Linked DNA regions of Rattus norvegicus: all the other regions are linked to region 1. The links are chromatin contacts, called in public Hi-C maps. All regions are on one chromosome and are shown on one strand. The core of a region is the stretch at or near the end of the contact, and the rest is flanking DNA. Distances in the headings are between cores, read along the strand shown. Region 1 has its middle 100 kb from the start of Gadd45a. Region 2 has its middle 18 kb from the start of Gng12. Region 3 overlaps Gng12 (G protein subunit gamma 12).

The links. Hi-C and Micro-C count contacts between places; a contact is called where the count stands out from the background.
Region 2: a Hi-C map of kidney shows a contact between it and region 1, with 2.8 times the contacts expected there. The contact joins two enhancer-like sites. A contact is called at or near these places in 4 of 12 Hi-C or Micro-C datasets (the A7r5 cell line, kidney and liver) and 1 of 1 datasets of contacts at active chromatin or transcription factors (oligodendrocytes).
Region 3: a contact with region 1 is called in a Hi-C map of kidney, with 5 times the contacts expected there. The contact joins two enhancer-like sites. A contact is called at or near these places in 5 of 12 Hi-C or Micro-C datasets (the A7r5 cell line, hepatocytes, kidney and 1 more) and 1 of 1 datasets of contacts at active chromatin or transcription factors (oligodendrocytes).

What each region holds. Positions count from the first base shown.
Region 1 is chr4:97,588,662-97,591,390 of GRCr8, forward strand. No RefSeq gene overlaps it. Among named protein-coding and RNA genes, the nearest start is that of Gadd45a, 100 kb to the left of the region's middle. Within about 2 kb of position 1,395, at least 11 of the 93 cell types and tissues checked have an H3K27ac peak or open chromatin away from gene starts, as enhancers often do. A contact at or near this core is called in kidney and liver, where this site is marked.
Region 2 is chr4:97,346,994-97,349,722 of GRCr8, forward strand. It overlaps a transcript of Gng12 not described here. Among named protein-coding and RNA genes, the nearest start is that of Gng12, 18 kb to the right of the region's middle. Within about 2 kb of position 1,403, at least 7 of the 93 cell types and tissues checked have an H3K27ac peak or open chromatin away from gene starts, as enhancers often do. A contact at or near this core is called in kidney and liver, where this site is marked.
Region 3 is chr4:97,418,386-97,421,114 of GRCr8, forward strand. All of the region lies in intron 2 of Gng12 (G protein subunit gamma 12), which reads left to right. Among named protein-coding and RNA genes, the nearest start is that of Gng12, 54 kb to the left of the region's middle. Within about 2 kb of position 1,351, at least 14 of the 93 cell types and tissues checked have an H3K27ac peak or open chromatin away from gene starts, as enhancers often do. A contact at or near this core is called in kidney, where this site is marked.

The DNA.
Region 1 (2,729 bases), core at 145-2,644:
GTTGCCTCTTGGGGCTGCTATAAGAATTCAACAAGTTACTTTGGTCAATAGTAAGCCTTAATGCTGATGTTAGAGACAAAAGATTATCTTGACTGACTGGCCCAAGATGACATGGGAGTGCGGGAGGGGCTGGAGCTGTATCTGTCAATCAGTAAGTCTTTGGCATAAAGGACTTTCTTGTTGGCTATTTGTCATATACTTGACGTTATCCCAGACTCTGTATAGAGAACATTTCCAGCCTTTGGGTGGGGCAATAAGATGTGGAAACCAGAAACAGGGACCAGTGCTATTGTGCAGTATAGTGAGGGTAGGATGTCAGACAATAAGGAGATCACCCAAGGTTGAGGAGGAAGACAGGAACCCCTTCTAGAAGCAGGATTCAAACATGAGATATTTGTAAGGACAAAGACAACAGTGGGCTTTCTTCTTAGCCTGTGTGGAGAGTAATTAGGAACCACCTTTCAGCACCACCACCTACCTACCTACCTATCCGCTGAGTGACACTGGGAGTCACATACAGTCTCTGAGTCCATTATCTTATTCTGTGAGATGGAAGTCAAATTCTCTGTCTGACGAACTGAGACCAAATGAGTACAGGGGAGGCGCCACAGCTCAGGGATACTGAACCCTCTCTCTCCTTTGACCTTCTCTATGGTTCACCAGACTGGGAAGTTCTTCAGTCCTATAAAGTGAAGAACAGGTTGCAAGACAGAAGATAACACAAATCATGCAAGAGTTTAAATCACTTGGTTTAGGCAGGGTGTTGGATAAGGGAATTGTTGACACTAAAGGGAAGACAAGGCTCAGACTAAAATGGGAAAACAAGGGGGCTGGAGAGATGGTTCAGGGGTTAAGAGCACTGACTGCTCTTCCAGAGGTCCTGAGTTCAATTCCCAGAAACCACGTAGTGGCTCACACCCATCTGTAATGGAATCTGATGCCCTCCTCTGGTGTGTCTGAAGACATCGACAGTGTTCTCACATATATAAAATAAGTAAATCTTTAAAAAAAAAATAGGAAAACAGAGTAAAGCCTACATGATTGATCTCATGATATTGTCATGTAGAGACTTGAGGCCGCATCAGGGTTCCCTAGGAAGTCAATCTAAAGAGGGGGAGACAGCATACTGCTCAGATCTGTTGTAGTAAAATGGATGGGGAAAGATGAGCTTAAGAGCTAGTGGGGAGGAGTCTAGTGAGGGTTAGCCATGCTCACCTTTATCCCAAGATGGTGGTGGCTACTGCAGGAGGATATGCCAATTTACTAGTTAGAAAGAGCTCTCTGGCAATGACTACTAAGGTGCCTTAGAGTCGGGGCGGTACTGAGTGCTGGTGAAGACACAGTTTTACTGCAGTGTAGGAGAGAGGACAAAGGTGAACCAGGAAGCCAGATGGCTATCTTCTCCCAAGTTCCTCTTCGGCACAGCGTGGCTTCCTATAGCCTTGTGACTCCGAGCCAGGGAGTGTAATTGCCTCTAGGTTTGCTTCTTTTCCTCTCTGCATTCTTGGACCAAGGAGAGTTCCCAGTTACCACCTCCCTGTTCTGAGGTCTCTGGAGATAATAAGGCATGAGGATACAGCCTGTGGGCTGCTGATCATGAGCCAAGAAGCCCTACAGGCCCCTTGCTTTCTCGATTCCCCTTCTCTGGCCATAATCCTACCATGCAAAGAAATGTTTCAGATGCCTTCCATATTGTTTTGTAAGCTGCCAAAATCTAAACCTTCCTCTTCTACTCTCACCAAGCAGATCTTTACCGAATTAGCATGATCAGGGCAGGAAAGGACGAAGCCAGCGTCTACTTGTTCAGTTGTCTGTCCTCTCACTGTATAGCTGGGAGGAATTTGGAGTCGAGAGCAGTTTCCTGGAGGTGAATTGAAGCGTGCAGAGACCCTCGCAAGCTGTAGCACACTTCCCTTACTCCTCTACAACACGCCTCTGACTACTCTGTGTGGGTACAGACAAGGAGGTCGCAGGTTCATCGGGGCACAAATGATGTTACCACCTGACATGGTGCCAATTGTTCATAAAGTGAGCTGATTCCAGCAGGCACACAACCCAAGCTGGTACCATGCCCTCCTCATAGCATCTGCCAGGTGCCTGCAAGCTTTGTGCTGCCAAAGGTCACCAAGAAAGCAGCGTCCGGGGCTAGAGCTTCATGTGGCACTTGAAGGAGCTGCGTCTGAGAAGGGTTGGTACATGTGGGCAGAGTAGCAAGTCAGCGAGGACTGTGAGTCCCCGGCAGCACCTGTTCCCAGGGAGTAAATAATTCTTTGTCCTTGGGTCATGACTCCTGCCTGTCGCCGAGCAGGCATTCCTCGTGAGCTGCCAGCCTCACACCAACATGCTGCCGGTGTAAACTGTGCTTTGGAAAAAGAATCAAAGGTCCTGGTGGCTTTTACTCCCTGCTCAGCTCAATGTAGCTCTTGGACTCCTATTTCACAGCTGCTGCCCAGGCTCCATGGTGAGTCTACCAAGTATTTGGATCTGGCACCCCCTACCCTGCACTGACAGAAGTTGGGTGACACGGGCGGGCAGCCTGAGATTGCACTGGGCTGCAGTCCTGGGAGAACAGGTGTTGGCAGCTGCCACATCCCTTGCCCCCCTGCCTCCTCCTCCGCCCCCTCTGCTCTCCTGTCTGTTTACAGTGTGTTTTCCTGGGACAACATTTGAAGTATTCTAAATATGGACATCGTGGCTAGAGATGGAAAGTCAGCCTCATTGTGTGGATG
Region 2 (2,729 bases), core at 153-2,652, 240 kb before region 1:
AGGCTCAGTGGTTAAGAGCACTGGCTGCTCTTCCAGAGGTCCTGAGTTCAGTTCTCAGCAACCGCATGGTGGCTCACGACCATCTGTAATGGAGATTCGATGCCCTCTTCTGGTGTGTCTACAGTGACAGCATACTCATATACATAAAATAAATGAATGAATGAATAAAAACAAACAAGCAAAAACCAACAGAACAAAACTATGTACTAGAGAAAGACTATTCTGGAATGTAGAGGTGTTTCTTTGCAGTCCACGTGGCTGTTTTGGTGGTAGGCTTTGTTTTCCTAACCCACAGAAGGGCTGTGTCTGACAACAGCTCTGACTCTCAAAGCCTGTCCGGCTACAATAGCCTTCAAACTGCCCTGAGCTGTAGAGTGTGACACATAGTAAGAACTTAACAGATGCCAGAGGACTGAAGAAATAAGGCCGTGCTCCCTGAATGTGTGCCACCAAGATGCGTAAGCTACTGCCTTTTTGATCAAAAAAGGAAATTAAATTGTATTTTTGGGGAATCATACCTTCTTCAGTAGTACACAGGTTATTTACTGACTTCTTTCTCTTGGCTTCATCATGCTGCCTTAAGGGGCAGCTAAAGACTTGGTTGACCTTGACATTGTTTAATGTTGATTGCACAGCAGCAGTCTTGGACTCACCTAATACTTGTTGAGCTGGGAACAAACAGCTCGTTCATTCCTCTGCAGTAATGTCTGCCCACTAAAGCACCTAATGTCTGTGACACAGCAAGGGAGTCCTAGGAACTGCTGGGAATGTGGAGAGAGGTTCCGGTTAGGTATTAGACAGATGTGTTCCTCTTGCTTTGGATAAACAGTGCCGAGGGCAGCGACAGGAGCCTTTGGATCTGCATCTTTTGTAAAAAGACTTCTAATTTAGGAAAGAAGTGGGGAACACTGGTGCCAAAGCCACCAGAAGCTAAGAGTTTATCCGTGTCTCCCTTACTGCCAGCTGGCTGTTCCGCAGCTTCTTCAAGTTTGGTGTCAGAATTCGCTTCCTCTTCCTGCAGGTTTTGGGGAGGTTTGGGATAGCAGGTGGGAGCAGAGCCCTGTTTGCTGGGTATAGCTGTCAGGTGCTGGGTGAAGGTGGCAGAGGCTGGTCTGTACTGTGCCCTTCTGCTTTCTGCTGCTATGAAAAGATGCCAGCATGTCTAAAAAAGTGAATGCCTTCCACTTTTCATTTGCTTAGATGGAGCAGATCATCCTCAGTCAAACTTGCATTCCCAAAGCAGAAATAGCAGATTCTCATGAAACTCATGAGCCTTCCTGTGGTCTTCCTTAAACAGCAGAGCCATCTGCCACATTTCAGTAGGATTTCAGAGATCTTGTACCATGCATCTGCATGTGCTTTGCCTCTTGTTGACCTACGTAGTGGATAAGCAGAATGCTTCAGCTACTGCTTAGTCCAAAGAGCAAACAAACTCTCCTGGCGTGCTCCCTGGGAGACAGTGCTGGCCTTCTGCCTTTGCCTTCCATTTACCTGTACTTCCCTCACTTCCTTCTGGCTCTAATACATAACAGGGACTCCAGGCCACCCACACCCACAAGGGCAGAAGTCACCCTGTCCACACTCACTACATTCACTTCCTGAACTTTACGCTGAGTTTCTCTGACTTACAACCTTTGGCCTGAGAACTCGTTGCCTACACTTCATACTCACAGGGTCAATCTCTTCATAAAAGAAAATTATTAATATGTACGCCCCAAGTTTAACAATCATGGTAGAAAGGAAAAATACTAAAACCTGCTTCTATCCCGTTCTCAGACAAGCCTTTCATACCACCTACAGGTATTAGCCTGTAAATTTAAGGTATTATGAATGTGCATGTTGTTTCTTCCCATTCTTTTTTTTTTTTTTTCTTTTTTTTTCGGAGCTGGGGATCGAACCCAGGGCCTTGCGCTTGCTAGGCAAGTGCTCTACCGCTGAGCTAAATCCCCAACCCTCTTCCCATTCTTCTGTATAGACACTTTCTCCACTGTCTGCCTTGGTGTTAAATTAGCAGTGTGTGAGAAATGGCTTCTCTTTCAGTCACATCAACTTTCCATTGTGCGGATGTAGCTGGAGCTGTGGATGATACTTAATCCTGTGGTCTTACATCCTGTGAAGACAGCTTAAGAGCAGGTGTACCCCACAGTGGTCTGCTGAGCCACTGGTTTCAGTGAGCACCTTCAGGAAGTTTTAGATCAGCATCCTGCTCCAAGACTAGCAGTAAGAGGACTGACTGTCAGTCCTTTTTCCTTTTGCCGATCTGGTTGGTGAGAAGTGACAGTTTAGAGTAGTGATTTTTTTTTTTCTTTTCATAATTAGAAGTGAAGATTTGAGTTAAGTATGGGTCTTTGTGACATTGTTGAAGCTGGTAAATTCCCCTGCGAGACTTTGTGACTGTTCTTGTGTATAGTCTGTCAGAACTCCTTATAAAAATGGGAGGCTGGGTGGAGTGGGCTCCCAAATCATTAGTGCAGAATCAAGACAAGTACAAAGTATGATTTCGCTGCATTTACTAACATCCGAATTACAGGCTTCAGCTAATGGCATTATTAACTTGCAGCTTCTCCAAGGCCACAAAAAAATTATCTTCCAGCTTAGAATTTCTCTTCTCCTTCCTCCCCTCCCCCCATACACATACAGACACACAACACGTACATGTACATACATGTACACATGCACATCAGTGTGTAGGGAGATTGAAAAGGAGATTAAAACATGTAGGTTCCAAT
Region 3 (2,729 bases), core at 101-2,600, 170 kb before region 1:
AAGACTTTCTCCTGTTACTCTATCCTTGAAGCACCAGACATTTCTTCTTCTGCTTCACAGGAAGGCTGCAACCTCTCAGACCAGTGCCAACATAGAATAAAGAACTGCTTGTTGATGTACCTCTCCTTTAAGATGAAGCTTCCTCTTGAAGCCCACTAGTCAACTTCCCCTCGTGTTTCCCTGGAGAGAATCAGGACACATGACTTTCCTATACTTATCTCCGACACTTACGTGATCTACCCCAATCTAGACTTATCGTAGCCAAATGAAGAGGAAACTTACAAGGGTAGCAGATGGGGGATGGGGGAGGGAGCTCACAATCAAGATTACTCGAGGTCACACCACCATAAACATCCAAAGAATCGGTAGACACTATGCATGGCTCAGAGGAAAAGTGGGCCATTGACCTTGTTCCTGGGAAAGAACCCCAAGGAGCATGTGGCCTGTTTCTCTGCAGGAAGTACAGATGGAATGGTCAGTGAGGACTTCTGGAGGAAGTGATTTCTAAATTGTGGAAACGTGGGGAGAAACATTTTCCTTTCGGAAAGATCACTCTAGTGGCAAGAAATAAACAAGAGAGGACTGCAGGAAAGATATAGAGAGGAGACCCTGGAGGTAGCCGCGGGATGCAGTGGCGTGGGTGGGCTAGGACTAGGCATCTGCCCACACATCAGTGCTACTCCCTAAGCTGGAGACCATAACAATAGGTTGAGTTCTGCAGTTGGGATAAAATGGTGAACAAAGGTGCAGCCAGTGCTCTCTCTGTGGGAGACTGTTGAGTGGGTGGTCAGGAACCAAGGGAATCAGGGACAGACACATAAGGCCCTGGGGTTGTGCTAAGCGGCCACACACCATCCTCTTAAGAATGTGAACAGAGACAATGGTGAAGAGAGGTGGAGTGAGGAGATACTGAGAGCAGGCAAGCAGATCATACCTCTCCAGGTCCAGGCAGGGACAGCAAGGTGTGTACAATGGCAAAGTAAGCTGCACAGAGGAGATAGAGCACAAGAAATCTCATCAAAGTGATTGCACTTGGCCTGAGCATAGCAGACCTGCATCTTGGCAGTGTGCGTACAGACACTGTCACTTAGTGCTGGCCAATTGTCCATAAGTGCAGGCATTCTCGCACTAACAAGCATTGCAACAGCCCAGGTAGGAACAGTTCAAGGGAGTAGGGGCGTTTCTAAATGTGGCACTCCTTGTCCCTTGTCTCAGGCCAGTGCTTTGTTTACTAGAGATCTGCAGAGAGCCTTCACTCATCGCTGACCAAGCATTTCCTGAAGTACAGTCTAGTACAAGAGACAAGGAAAAGCAGAAATACAGCTGCAGAGCACGAAGACACAAACCCCCAGGGCTGCTGTGGCTCTGGCCTCTGATCTAGCTGGCCTGCCATTACTACTGTTGATGTAATAACTGGTGGCACTAGATCATCTGCTCACTGTAGACATGAATCAGAGCTACTAAACAACAAGAGCTTCCTACTGATGACAAATGAAGAAGGTGTGGATCTTGCCTTCCGGGAAGGAAGGCCACAGGGACAGAGCTCTGTAGGTCAGTGAAGCAAGTGCTAAAACTGCAAGGGGCAGAGAGGCTTTGGGCTCCACCCCCCACTTCTCAGGGAATGCTGCTGGAATCTGTGATGGACATCTGATTCCAGCTCCCTTTGTCTCTCTGGGATCCTTCTAAGGTCATAGGGGTGGATGATGTCATTTGGTTTCTAGCACGTAGTATCTAGCACGTAGTGAGTTTCTGGAAATGATGGCAGATAGCTCTCATTGTAGCCTAAACAAGTAGAGGGGTTTTGTGGGTTTACTGGGAAAATGGTGCTTCAGGCACTTGTCAGCCATGAAAGTATTTAGATATGCTACAACAGGACTGGCTCCGGCTTTTCAGTGCATATTCTGCCCACAGTTGATGAGTTGTATTTGTCATGTATCACTACTTGGCCTGGCATCTCTTAATGCTGAGGGCAGATGGACTTCTCTCCATACATGGGCTCAGTAGGTTAGGCTAGCCAGGGGCTCCTGTAACCCTTTCAATTGGGAGTTTGGAACAGAGACATTGGTGAACTTTCCTCTGGACTCTGATCCATTAATGATGGTTGATATGCCCACAAAAGAAGAAGCAACAACTTTGATGCTGCAGATCTGCCAGCCATGCTGAGTGGTGTGATAATTCAGCAAGCTGTGCTCTGACACAAAGCAATTCTCAAGCCCTGTGCGTGTAACTATTTCTCAAGGACAAGTTAGAAGGGCATACTTGGGAGAGTCTTCTAGAACACAGCACACTGAGACCATCTCACACACTTCTGCCTGTACTGAGCTACCCTCCCATCCCAGATAGATATTCAAATGCTGCATCTGAAGAGCCAAGACCGGGTGGGTGGGGACAGTAGTTAATGGCTGTGTTGACTATCACAGTCCCTTGCTGTGGCAGAGGAGTGAGCGAGTATGTGTTAGATTCTGAAGGAGCTAATCTAAGTGTTAGCAGCAGGAATATCTGGTTGTCCAGCACTGTGTATTAGAGGATCACCTCAGTCAATGGTGAGCTGTGAGGAGTTGCCGAGGGATATACCGCAGGAAGAGACTGCTGTTTCCTGGCACAGTACTAACTGATGTGATACAAGTGTAACAACGCTTGCCAGGCTTAGCAACCACTAACCTAACATCTTTGCTCCCTCTTAATGCTGGTTTGGGTTAGAAAGGCAGCCGCATGAACTCTAAATGGTG